Linked DNA regions of Oryctolagus cuniculus: region 1 is linked to region 2. The links are chromatin contacts, called in public Micro-C maps. All regions are on one chromosome and are shown on one strand. Each heading gives the region's core, a stretch centred on a gene start, on an enhancer-like site or on the middle of the called end of the contact. The rest is flanking DNA. Distances are from core to core; before and after follow the strand shown.

Region 1 (6,242 bases), core at 941-3,440, 130 kb after region 2:
TTTTGAGAAGAACCTTGCTCCTATGTCTGGTCCTCGGGAATCAGGCACAGAAGACATTCCGTGTTGCTTCTTAGGTGCTGCACACTTGTTTAATTAAGCAAGCACTCATCACTCATTAATGCATTTAACCTTCATGACAACCTTAGGAAGCGATACCAGTGTCACCCCCATTTCACACACGAGGACGCTGAGGCAGAGAGGCGAAGGCCCTTGCCCAAGATGCCCAGTTCCCTCACTTGTAAGCACCTGCCGTGGTTGACAGGCTAGTTAAATGGGGGCCTTGTTAGGACCACCTGACCTGGAGTGGTCAGCGATGGGCTGCTGAGACCACGCTTCCCTGGCTGAAGGAGCTGCAAAGGAGGGTATCCGTATTGTTTGGAAGGAAGCCCTATACAAAATCAAAGGTCCCTTACTGTTTCATACTCTGTAGAGTCATGAAGTTCTTTATTTAAGGAAACCTGAGCACTGGAAGCCAGAACTAGGGGCCAGTGTTGTGGTGCAGCAGGTGAAGTTGCTGCTTGCAAAGCCATCATCTCCTATTGGAGTGCAGGTTCAAGTCCCAACTGACCCACCTACAGTTCAGCTTCTTGCTAATGCACCTGGGAAGGCAGCAGAAGATGGCTCAAGTGCTTGGGCCCCTGCCATCCACATGGGAGACCCAGAGTTCCAGGCTCCTGGCTTCACCCTGGCCCAGCCCTGACTGTGGCAGCCATTTGAGGGATAAACCAGAGGATGGAAGATTTCTCTCTCCCTCACTGTCCTTTTTTTAAAAAAAATGGATTTATTTATTTATTTATTTATTTGAAAGTCAGAGTTACACAGAGAGAGGAGAGGCAAAGAGAGAGAGAGAGAGAGAGAGAGAGAGAGAGAGAGGTCTTCCATCTGCTGGTTCACTCCCCAATTGGCCACAACAGCTGGAGCTGCACCAATCTGAAACCAAGAGTCAGGAGTTTCTTCCAGGTCTCCCACACGGGTGCAGGGACCAAGGACTTGGGCCATCTTCTACTGCTTTTCCAGGCCATAGCAGAGAGCTGGATCAGAAGTGGGGTAGCTAGGACTCGAAATGGCGCCCATATGGGATACTGGCACTGCAGGCAGCAGCTTTACCCACTACGCCACAGCGCCGGCCCCTCCTTCACTGTCTTGCCCTCTTTCTCAGTCACTCTTTCAAATGAATACACAAATAAATCTTTTAAAAAAAATTCAGATGGGGCCAGTGTTGTGGCCTAGTGGGTAAAGCCACCACCTACAATGCCAGCATCCCATATGGGTGCCAGTTCATGTCCTGGCTGCTCCACTTCCTATCTAGCACCCTGCTAATGGCCTGGGAAAAGCAGTGAAAGATGGACCAAGTATTTGGGCCCCTGCCACCCTCGTGAAAGACCCAGATGCAGCTCCTGACTCAGCACTGGCCGTTGCAGCCATCTGGGGAGTGAACTAGCAGTTGGAAGATCTCTCTCTCTGTCTCTGTAACTCTGACTTTCAAATAAATAAATAAATCTCTTTAAAAGTCAGAATTACCATTTATTACCTCACTGTATCAGGCATTCTGGTATAGGAATATGATTTACATGTTACTCAATAATATTGCTATTGCATATACACACACAAACACGCTAGCGATGTCACTACACTAGATGTTCTAATACAACGTCTCATTCTTCATTTCCAGGGCTGACAGTGGCCCTACAGGGCAGTCCTCAGTATACCACTGTTTATAGTCAGGAAGACACAGGCCCAGAGACAAGGAATGCATCAGCAGACCTGGGATCCCAACCCAGGCTCCCAAGCCAGCATTCTTTCATCCACAACTCACTGCTTCTCATCTTCATAAGCAATCAGGTCTGCTTTTAAGTGTGTGTTAGGATCTTTGCAGTAGACAGAATTGCCTGAGCCATTCAAATCAGTTTAATTTGTTGACAGGTTAAGATAAGTCTGGCAAATAGAAGACAGAGCAGAGAAGTGAAGCGAGTCCTGTCTCCAGGGTGTGTTTTCCTTCCTAAAGATGACGCTGAACACACAGGGTCCCCAGGCTGGGCCAGACTTCCCCCAGACACACGGGTCTCTGTGAGTAGTTGGGCCGCAGCAGTGCTGAGGAGGGCACCTGCTTCCTGCCGCCTCGAGGACACAGTGGCCTTGCCTCCGGCCCCTGCTCCGCACTCACACCTTACCTCATCTTTGAAGAGGCGTGCTTGGTCCTCGCAACCTGTCAGGGTCTGAACGAAGCCGAAGACCTGGGGAACCAAAGGAGCAGGCTGACAAGGGGCTGGGGCTTGGGAGTGTGTGCGTGCAGCTGGCCTGAGCCCGTGTGGCCTCAGTGCCCTCGGGGCTGTGCCACTGCCGCTTCTGCTCGCCAGCCCCATCTCTGGGCTGGCGTGTGGGCGAGGTGAGGCTCCTCACTCCCGAGACGCATGGCTGAGGCCTGACTCCCTTGCGGGATTGCTGTGGGCACAGGCCACACCCCCCACCCACAGTCTGGGCCTATCAGAGGACAGTGTCTCCATCAGCCCCTGCCAGGCAGCCAGAAGGAATGAGCAGGAGCTCGGGTCGGGAGGGGTCCTGGGTCCCTGATTACCCAGACCAGGGGTTCTCCTGAGCCTTCCCGCCAGGGGAGAAGAGGGGCAGGAGGCAGATGAGGGAGGGACTCTCACTCCTCACCTCCTCGATGGTCCACTTGGCGACTGTCGAGGCCGAGATGCCCGCCACCCCAGGCAGGAGCTTGCAGTGCTGCTCCCAGCACACGGACAGTGAGCGGTCCGGGTGGGCCGCCAGGGCCGACGTGAAGAGGGACTGGTGCACGACATCGGGAGTGAGCGCTGCAAGGCAGAGGGAGGCTGGCAGGCCCCAGCCATCCCGTCCCGGATGCCTGCTCAGTGGGCGGAGCACACAGGACCCTGGGGCCTCTCCCGAGATCCTGTGAGTCCAGGGGCGTCATCGTGTCTCCTGACTGCGCCTCCTGGTAAAGTGGGTCCCTCAGTGCAGACTTGCAGGCCAGTTACTTGGGGCGACCCCTCACCCCGCCTCTCTGAGGCTGTGTCACACAGGGGCCCACAAGGATGCTTGCTGTCTGTAGGCTGCTGCACACCTTGCATCCAAACGGTCCCCCAAACCCAAACAAGCCCAGCCCTGACGTTAGAGGTCCTCCGCCTGCCCTTCCCTTCCTAAGACCTTCTGGGCCCCGGACGGCTGTCTCCGAGCTGGAATGCTTCTGATTCAGAATCGCAGTTGTCCCACCGCATGGCTGCTGCCGCTGTCCCAGGCCCCAGTGCCTCTCTCCTGCCACTCCCACCAGCTTGGTCTGCATCGACACCTGCACACCAGCCCTAGCCTCTCTGGCTTCATCAGGAGCCCGCCTGACCACTTTGCTCTGTGACTCTCCCTCCCTGGGCCCTGTCTGCCCCCAGGCCCAAGCCAGAGTGCCCGCCCGGGGCCCCAACTGCCCCACTGCAGTATCACCCAAGGCTGCTCCCTCTGCACTGCCAGCCAGCCCCACAGCCCCCGGGACACACCAGGATCTCCTGTGGGACCCAGCACAGCAACCTCATCCACCTGCCACAGGCTGGGCCTCCTGACCGCACCCTGCCCAGGGTCCTGCCTGCAACCTGGGTGGGCTCTGGGGGACAGCATGGTGTTTGCAGGGCACCTCCCTCCATTTCTTTCTCCTCCAGAGCACAGGCCAGGAGCTCTCGTGGGCAGTTCTGCCATCTTATCTAACTGCAACCTACTTGGCACCAGGTCAGAAACGGCCGCCCTGGTTTCTTCAAACAGTGGACACTCCCAAGACTACAGGGCAGGCAGAGCCAAGTCCTGTGCTGGCCAGGAAGCCTCCGGGTGGAGCAGCTCACCAGCAAAGTCCAAGCCCACCCTGAGACCTATCTGCAGATGTCTCGCTGGGGACAAAACCCAGAGTGGCCAGTGTGCCTTCTGCCAGAGGCCAGCAGGTGGACACACGGACTCTGTCCCCTGCTCTGTCTTTGAAGTACCTAGAGGCCTTGGCCTCCTCCTTCCTTCCTCTCTCTGGGCCAGTCTTAGTCTCCAGGACTTAACTGCTCAGAAGACCACACGGTAGACAGATGCCCTCTGGTGGTCATGTGCTGGCCCTGCAATGGGAGCTGACCAATGGGACCGCCCCCCACCCCCACGCCCACAAGAGCCTCAGAAGCCCTGGCCCCCTCATCCTCGCTCAGGCCTGAGGCTGCAGGAATTCTGTCTCCACCAAGAGAAGAGGGTGGAACGGCAGCAAGAGGGTGCCGGGCAGAGAGCCGCAGCACTAGGAGCCGGGTGCTGATGCTGCCAGCCCTTGGACAGGTGGTGCTCCTGCCCAAGGTCTCCCAGCCTGTAAAACACCATCCGACTTCAGGGCTGTGTTTTCCCGTCACTGTGTTATGTGCACACTCACGCTGCCTGGATCAGAGAACAGTTCCTGAAGAACCAGAGTGGCCTGGGCCCAACCCAGAAACTGCAATGAACCAGGTGAGTGTCCAAGGTCTCTTCTAGCCTTAAAATGATGTCCTTCCATGCCACCGAGACAAGATGCCCAGTGTTCCTGCCGGGTGGCAGGCCCTGCACCAGCAGCTGAAGACGCGAGATAAACTCACCACCTAGTACAGGCTCGCTCTGGCCCTCCCCTCAGAACATGTCGTGTCCCTGGCAAAATTCCTACTAACTCCACGCCTCACAATGCTGGTGTGTTTGGAGAAGGGGCCTCTGAGTGAAATGAAGGCCATTAGGGTGGGCTGTAATCCGATCTGACTGCTGCTCCTTGCAAGAGGAAATCTAGATATACAATGAGACATGGTGGTGGTGGGGTGCTCACATACAGGGAAAAGACCAGGTGGGGCCACAGCTGGGAGGTGGCCACCTGCAAGCCAAGGAGAGGGGCCTTGAAAGAAACCGCCCTGCTGACACCTTGGCCCTGCGCTCCCAGCCTCCAGGAGTGTGAGGAATAAATTTCTGTCGCTTAAGCCAGCCAGGTGATAGCGTTTTGTGACAGCAACCTGTGTAAACTAATACAAAGGATTGAGGAGTGAACCGAGGTTTGAGTTGGGTGCTTTTCCGCCTGGTGTATCGGCAGCAGGTGGCAGAAGTCAGACTCAAGTTTCAATCCCAGCTTGGTGTCTTACACAGTGAACAATCTTGAGCCAGTGACTTTACCCTCGGAGCCTCACACGCCTCCCTGTCACATACGTCACATACAGCACAGGGCACTTGCGAGAGTTGGCAACCACACGTGAAGAGCACCCACACAGCGTCCACCCGAGAGCAGGTGGAGCAGTAACCACCATCATGTCAGGTAGTGACACTTGAGAGGCACGTTTTACCCGGGAAACTGTGGCTCAGAGATGTTAAGTGGCTTGTTCAAGTTCACACAGCTAGAAAGTGACAGCGATGGCCTCCTTCCCAGGAAGCCTGGAGTCGGCCAAGAGCAGGGCCCGGGGTGTTATCCTGCCTCGTGGGGAGAGCCAGTGGCCCAGAAAGGGTCTGTGTGTCTTTCCCAGAGACTCACAGCAAGGCCCTGGCACAGCAGGACCACGAGGTGGGAGCTCAAGGTCATTTGAGGCCCCTAGCTCTGCTGCCACTGCTCTATGCCCCCAGAGCATCTCTAACGAACAGACAGCTCCCTGCCCGCTTCTGGTGCTCAGGGCATCCCAGGCGTGCCATCCCACCAGCCGTGGAACTTGCCCTGGACCCTGGGAGGGGGAGACGGGACTCACTCTGGAAATCCTCCTGTGGAATCTTCCGATACTTTGGAGGGCGTCCGATCCTGCGGAGAGAAGGAGTGAGTCTGCGGCAGGCGATCCATGCCTGGCCCAGCAGGGCATGAGCCCCACAGCCAGAGAGCCCTGGTCCTGCCTCCCCGGGCTCCTCACCGGCCGTGGTGGCGAGGCTTCTTCCTTGGGGACAAGCCGGAGAGGCTCCTCTTGCGGGCCGAGGCCTCCGAGTCAGACAGCTCCGCTTTCAGCCGGCCCTGGTTCCTCTCCGCCAGCGGGCAGCCCGAGAGGCAGTGGTGAGCTGTGAACTTGCCTGTGACGTGGCCCGAGCCGTCGCAGCCAGGAGTGGGGCACTTTCTGGGGCAGAAGAGGGCCTGGGGTGGGTAGGATGCACTTGGCCCCACTGGGCCCTGCCACCCCTGGCCGTGTTGGAGAATGTGCAGGTGAGTCCTGGTGCACCGCACGGAGATGTGCCAGAGACCCTCCCCGAGCAGTGCCCGGGCGCGTGCCAGCAGGAGGCCTTCTCTCACC
Region 2 (6,608 bases), core at 3,461-5,960:
AAAAAAAAAAAAAATGTTTTCTATAATGTGCTTTCTCTACTTCTTTTAAAAATTTATTCAAGAGTCAGAGAGAAAGAGACAGAGTTCCCATCTACTGGTTCACTCTCCAACTGCCCAGGACTGGGCCAGGCTGAAGCCAGGAGATAGGAACTCCATCCAGGTCCCCCGTGGTACAAGAACATGTGTGACCTGAGCCATCAAGCAGGAAACGAACTGGAGCCAGCGCTGGAACCCAGACACTATCGTATGAGATGTGGTGTCTCAACCAGCAGGCCACTGCCCATCCTTTTTCTTCTTAATTTTTTTCTTTATTTCAAAGGCAGAGAGAGAGAATCTACCCAGTGGTTTACTCCCCAAATGGTAGCAATAGCTGGGCCAGGCCAAAGCCAGGAGCCTGGAACTCCATCCAGGTCTCCCACGTGAGCGCAAAGGCCCAAGCACTTGGGCCATCTTCCATTGCTTTCCTGGGTGCATTAGCAGGAAACTGGATCAGAAGTGGAGCAGCCTGGACTGGAACCAGCGTCCACACAGGATGCTGGTGTCACAAGTGGCAGCTTAACCAGATGCGCCACAACGCCAGCCCCCTTATATGTACTGTTTGTGTAACCACACCAAATACACCTTTCTCTCCCTCTCCGTATTCTGATGCAGAAAACTAACAACTGAGCCTGTGACTAGAGTGCCCACTCAAACATAAATCACACTTGCTTCCGAGTTCCAGAATCGCTCTGAGAAGGTCAGCAGTAGCTGCAGAGTGATCTGGCCTCCCTGTCAGCATGACCCAAGGCTTAAATTTATTGCAACAAAATGCAAAGTGGTGCAAGTAACTAAGACACAGCAGGCTGGGACTGAGGACTGAGGGGGCTTCATCCGTATTAACGAAACAAAGGAATCTCAGCACAGTACTCTGCCTCTTTCAGATCTCAAATAACAATGACTTCGTTATGCAGAATATCTGATACCCCCTCCTTCAGCAAGTTTCTCAAGGAACCACATTCTCTTCCTGTTTTCAAACCCTCGACCAGCAGCCTCATCTCCCTTTCCTGCTCCTTGACCGCCCTAGACTGCCCTCACGTACAGGATCAAGTCTTGAGGCCCCTGGCCTGCGGGGGTCCTCAGCTATTAGTAGATGAAACTTTCTCTTGGGGCCAGCGCTGCAGCAGAGCAGGTTAAAGCCACAGCCAGCTGCACCAGCATCCCTTATGGGTGCAGATTCGTGTCCTGACTGCTCCACTTCTGATCCAGCTTCCTGCTAATGCACCTGGGAAAGCAAAGGAGGATGGCTCAGATGCTTGGGTCCCTGCGACCCTTGTGGGAGACCCAGATGGAGCCTCCAGCTGCCAGCTTCAGCCTGGCCCAGCCCAGGCCATTGAGGCTGTCTGGGGAGTGAACCAGTAGATGTCTCTCCCTCTCTCTTTCAAATAAATAAATAAACCTCTTAAAAAAATGTTTCTTTAATCCTCAAAATTCATTCTTGTTATTGTATTTTTGTTTTTAATTTATAATTTAATTTATTCATTTTTAGATTTTAGTTTCATTTATTTGAAAGGCAGAGTTACAAAGAGGAGAAGCAGAGAAAGGGAGGTGTCTTCCATCCACTGGTTCACTCCCCAAATGGCTGCAATGACAGGAGGTAGGCCTATCCAAAGCCAGGAACCAGGAACTTCTTTCAGGTCTCCCATGTGTATTCAGGGGCCCAAGGACTTGGGCCATCTTCTACTGCCTTCCCAGGCCACAGCAGAGAGCTGGATGGGAAGTGGAGCAGCCAGGACTTGAACCAGCGCCCACATGGGATGCCAGCACTGCAGGTGGTGGCTTTACTGGCTAGACCACAGTGCCAGCCCCCCATTCTCGTTATTCTAATTCAGCACCACTGACAAGGACCAGATTTCTGGTAACACGCGTACACTGTTGATAAGGTGCAGTGCATTGTCTCAATGCAGAGAAACACATAAATCAATCACATCAGGCAATCAGCCTGTTTTTACAGCTCTTGTGTTTGGCGCCTACCGGCTCTGCTACCAGTTCTCTATGCAGAATACAATACTTGACTGTGACCTGGAGTCACCCCAGTGCCCTGCAGAACACCAGAACCTGCAGTCTTCACCCGACTGTGTCCTGGTTCCCTTAGCCAAGCTTCCCCCACCCCTACCCGGCACTTTCCAGCCTCTAGTTATCACTGTTAGGTTCAGGTTAATCATTAAAGAAAACTGCACATACGAAAGCTTGCCTTAGCTAACGTAATCTCAAGTTCCATTCGTTCTACTGCAAATGTCAGGATTTCATTGTTTTTAACGGCTGAATACCATTCCACTGTGTCCATCCATCCAGGTATGTACACCTAGGTTGATTCTCAGTCCTGGCTATGGTGAACTATCACTTAGATCTCAAGAAACAGTTTAGCAATGGGGAACTCAAGGCCAATTTTAATTTTCTTCTAAGATGTTATTTTTATTTCAAAGACAGAGTGACAAAGAGGCAGGGAGACAGAGAGAGAGATGGATCCACTCTCTGGTTCACTGAAATACCCTCAACAACCAAGGCTAGAACAGGCTAAAACCAGGAGCCAGGAACTCCATCTGGGTCTCCCACATGGGTGGCAGGACCCCAAGTACTTGGGTCAAGGCCAATTTTTAGATGAAAATCTAAAACCAGAGACACAAGCAGAATGTCAGAGGCCGCTGAAACAACACATGCCTTGAGAAATGTGCCAATGGCCTCCATGTGGACTCTGGTTCAGCCCTGTGTGGGGCAAGAGATGGCAGCAGGACCCACCCATGTTTATAGGAAGTGCTTTCCACATTAGGCGGCAATGCCAAAGGACTCCAACCCCAGGGGAGCATGGGTAGACTAAACCACTCCCCCCAGCCAACCCCAGGGAAGAATGCATGGACTAAACCACTCCTCCCGCCCCGAGGAGACTATAACAGGCTACTCCAGGCCTCAGCAGAGTGAGAGGCCAAGGAAGACAACCCCGAGGACCAGCTTCACCCAGGTCCATAGAGCCTGGCTTGGCTCTGACTACGGTGTCCCGAGGGACCTGGAGAAACCTCCCTGATGCTTGGCATTGGGAAATCCCACTAGTCACTGCTCAGGGAAGATGAACAGAAGTCGTCAAGGTGACCAGCGTGCACCACAGGAAACCTGCAGAACTGGACCCGGGCAGGCTTCCGGCTCTGGTGACATCCGACACAGCTTTCACGACCACCCAGCTCCCATCTTAAAGACACCCTTTGGAGCCTTGTGTGAGGCGGCACCAATCTGCACCCCTTTTCCTTACAATACCACGTCTCACAGCAGAGTGCCTGAGTTTGAGTCCTGCTCTGCTTCCAATTCCAGCTTCGTGCTTATGCACACCCTGGGAGGAAGCAGGTGATGGTGCAAGTAGTTGGGTCCCTGCCCCCTGCCACACACACACACACACACACACACACACACACACACGAGACCAGAACTAAATTCCTGGCTGCTGGCTTCAGCCTGGTCCACTCCCGGTCATAGCTGCCATTTGGGGAGTGAACCAGCAGATCAAAGATCTCTGTCTTTCCCTCTCTCTCTGATGCTCTTTCAAATAAATAACTTTTTAAGAAAAAGAATGAGTGAAATAGAGCTGTCAGACAACAGAACCAGAGTGTGTCTAGAAGCGACTCTGAAAGTTAACACTAAGGCGATCCAACATGGAAGGTCTGGAACGTGAGATCAGGGGAGCAGAGAGCCAGCAGGGAGCAGGAGGTCGGGCACAGACAAACCCAGGACAGCGACAGCAGCCACAGTGCCTAGGGAAGTTCTAATTAAGCTTAAGATGCGAGGGCATTTCAAAAAGATCACAAAAAAGTGAAATTAAAAGTTTATGTTGGGGCCGGCGCTGTGGCATAGCGGGTAAAGCCATTGTCTGCAGTGCTGGCATCCCATATGGGCACCGGTTCAAGTCCTGGCTGCTCCACTTCTGATCCAACTCTCTGCTATGGCCTGGGAAAACAGAAGATGATGACCCAAGCCCTTGGGCCCCTGCACCTGCGTGGGAGACCCTGAGGAAGCTCCTGGCCCCGGATCGGCGCAGCTCCAGCCGTTGCGGCCAATTGGGAGTGAACCAGAGGATGGAAGACCTCTCTCTCTCTCTCTCTCTTTCACTGCCTCGCTGCCTCTCCTTCTCTGTGTAACTCTGACTTTCAAGTAAAATAAATAAATCTTTTTTTAAAAAAAAAAAGCTTATGTTGGCACAAAAATATCCAAAATCCAAGCATATTTGTTTCATAAAACACATTTTCCCATTAGTTTTTGAGAACTCATATAGGGAATGAGGGGTCAAGAGGGGCATAAGTGAAGAGAAGCCCCTCCATTACCCAGAAAGAAGGCAAAACATTTATTAACTTCAAGCTCTGGTCAGTTACCCATGAGTGTTGCAATGTGTGGAGGAAGAGGGTGCACAAAATAGTGGGAAAATATGGAAAAAAATTTTTGAATTGTTTAAAAGAGGGAAGGAAGGAGAGAAAAATAAGACAAAGACAAGATAGCACAAAACAGGTGGTAGATTTAAATCCAGATAAATCGGAAATTAGATTAAACTAGCACGGGCAGTTAGATTTAAAGGACAACACAGATGCCATGACTGGCTTTGAACAGCAGCACCCCCAAGCCACTAGCCCCTCCCCCGAGGCAAACAGGAAGTGACCTTCTCCTGCTGATGTAAGCTGCCCATTGTGACCGGCCCTGACATCACACAGCGTGTCTCTGCCAGTCCAGGCCGGGGGTGGGTGCCTATCTCCTTCACCTCCCTGTGCAGCTGAGATGGTGTTCTGGCCCTTACACCTGCTCCATAGAGTTCTTCCGTGTCAAGTGCCATTGGCTAGCTCTGGTCTCTGCCTAGCTGCTTCCAACAACCCCCGGTGCCTCTCCTAACCTGCCACTCGTGGTCCAGAGCGTTGCCTACAAAGTTCCAAGGGCCAACAGCGGCAGAGGACGACTCCATCCTTCTCACAGGAGGACTCTTCCTCGGGGGACACTTCTCTTAGACTCTGGGCAGTGAAGACACTGTGCTTTGAGAACAATTCCTCATGGAGCCAGAAGCCTTAGAAATTTGCCCTTACGATCCGCACCACCGGATTCCCCTCAGCAGATTCCAGTACCACCTGGCATCATGCAGGAGAAAGAACCCCAAAAAAGCCAAAAAGATGGCCAGCTGCAAATACAACGCCTGCCACGTGGTCCCCATCAGAAAGCTGGAGGAGCACGAGGCTTCCTGCATCAACAGAAGCTCCCTGGAGGAAGACGACAGCTTGAGCCCTCTGAAAGGTGGTCTCCCAGGCCCACAGCAGGAAGACGACCCCCTGCAGGTCTCCCCCTGGCTTTCCAACTCTGACATCTGGAATGTCGACGGCGCTAACTGCCACCCGATGTTTGTCCTGAAGACTTTTGTCCCACAAAAGCTGGTTTGTGAAAGTGACGCGAGAGAGTCAGAGAAAGAGACCAACCCCCAGAAGATCCTCAGACCAGGACAGTAAGGTGCCCGGGAAGGAAGAATCACGCACCTGCCACATGCATGAGCGATGATATGCAACTCATTGGAATAAAGGGCATGCAAAGTGCTCCACCCTGGAGATCTTTTCTTTGGTCATCTAGCATATTGGTAAAGAGCCAAAGGCTTCAAAATATTCTGCAGGCAGAGGTGGGGTGAAATGGGCCCTGGGAGAGCAGGGGCAGGATGGAAGGTGACGCCCCCTCCTTGGGGGCAGTCCCGTGACAGCTGTGAAGTGATCCATGCACCTAGTGTTGGACTGGGTGAGTCCACTCCTAGGATTTTGTCTTGTAAATACGACGGGGCTTCACAAAGTTCAGGGAAAATGTGTATTAGGGAAAAACTATGCCTGGATTTCAAAAACCTTTTGCTCCAAAACAAGCTTATCTTTTAATTCCATTTTCCATGAGCTTTCGGGAGCACCGTCACACCTCCACACACGCGGAAGGCGAGCAGGTACGGGGGACTCACTGCAACGCTGTCAGCGGATCAGAAAAGCTCAGTCAGGAGGGTCCGGGGTGGCCACACCATGACATCGGGCACGACCCGCTGTCCGCACGGCCCTGGCAAGGCTAAGGCCTACTGCCTAACTCGGAGGTCAGCACACATTTTCGGTAAAGGGCCAGAGAGCAAACATTTTAGGGTTTGCCACCCACGTGGTATCGGTGGCAACTACTGGGCCCCGCCATAGCAGCCACAGGTAGCAGGCAAACCAATGAAGGCAGGGCTGGGTGTGGCTTAAGATAGCAGCCATGTCTGGAGCAGTCTGCCCGCTCAGCCACTGTTTCTGTGGAGCTGTGGGCAACACTTGTGCTTGCCTGGGCTTTTTCTCCAAGCACACATCAGAAGAGGAGTCTAAAACGTTTGCCATGGGCTCCCCTTACAGAGGGCTCCCCTTACCTCCTCACCAGGAACTGACAGCGGCCATCCCCAGGAAGACAGTGAGTTCACAGCAGGACTGGGCAAAGAGACCCCTCCTGTCTGTACATCCTCTAGCACCTTTGGTGTGTGAATACATGGGAAAGGGTTATCTGGCAGAAAACTAAAATACATTATTTATTTATGTACGTGTTTAAATACACAGAAAGAGACA

Evidence for each region. A called contact is a pair of places that touch in the nucleus more often than the background predicts.
Region 1: a Micro-C map of ear pinna shows a contact between it and region 2, with 5 times the contacts expected there. The contact joins the promoter of SGK2 here to the promoter of GTSF1L in region 2. A contact is called at or near these places in 4 of 6 Hi-C or Micro-C datasets (ear pinna, embryonic fibroblasts, skin fibroblasts and 1 more).

The regions. Positions count from the first base shown.
Region 1 is chr11:15,383,822-15,390,063 of mOryCun1.1, forward strand. SGK2 (serum/glucocorticoid regulated kinase 2) reads right to left here and starts at 2,191. Exons shown (of 14, transcript XM_008274453.4): 1 at 2,172-2,191. The coding sequence starts at 2,176. It overlaps L3MBTL1 (L3MBTL histone methyl-lysine binding protein 1), which reads right to left. Exons shown (of 22, transcript XM_070051824.1): 17 at 6,242; 18 at 5,871-6,068; 19 at 5,715-5,764; 20 at 2,659-2,816; 21 at 2,172-2,234.
Region 2 is chr11:15,250,489-15,257,096 of mOryCun1.1, forward strand. It overlaps GTSF1L (gametocyte specific factor 1 like), which reads left to right and starts at 4,711. Exons shown (of 1, transcript XM_002721064.5): 1 at 4,711-5,590. The coding sequence starts at 5,055. The coding sequence ends at 5,501.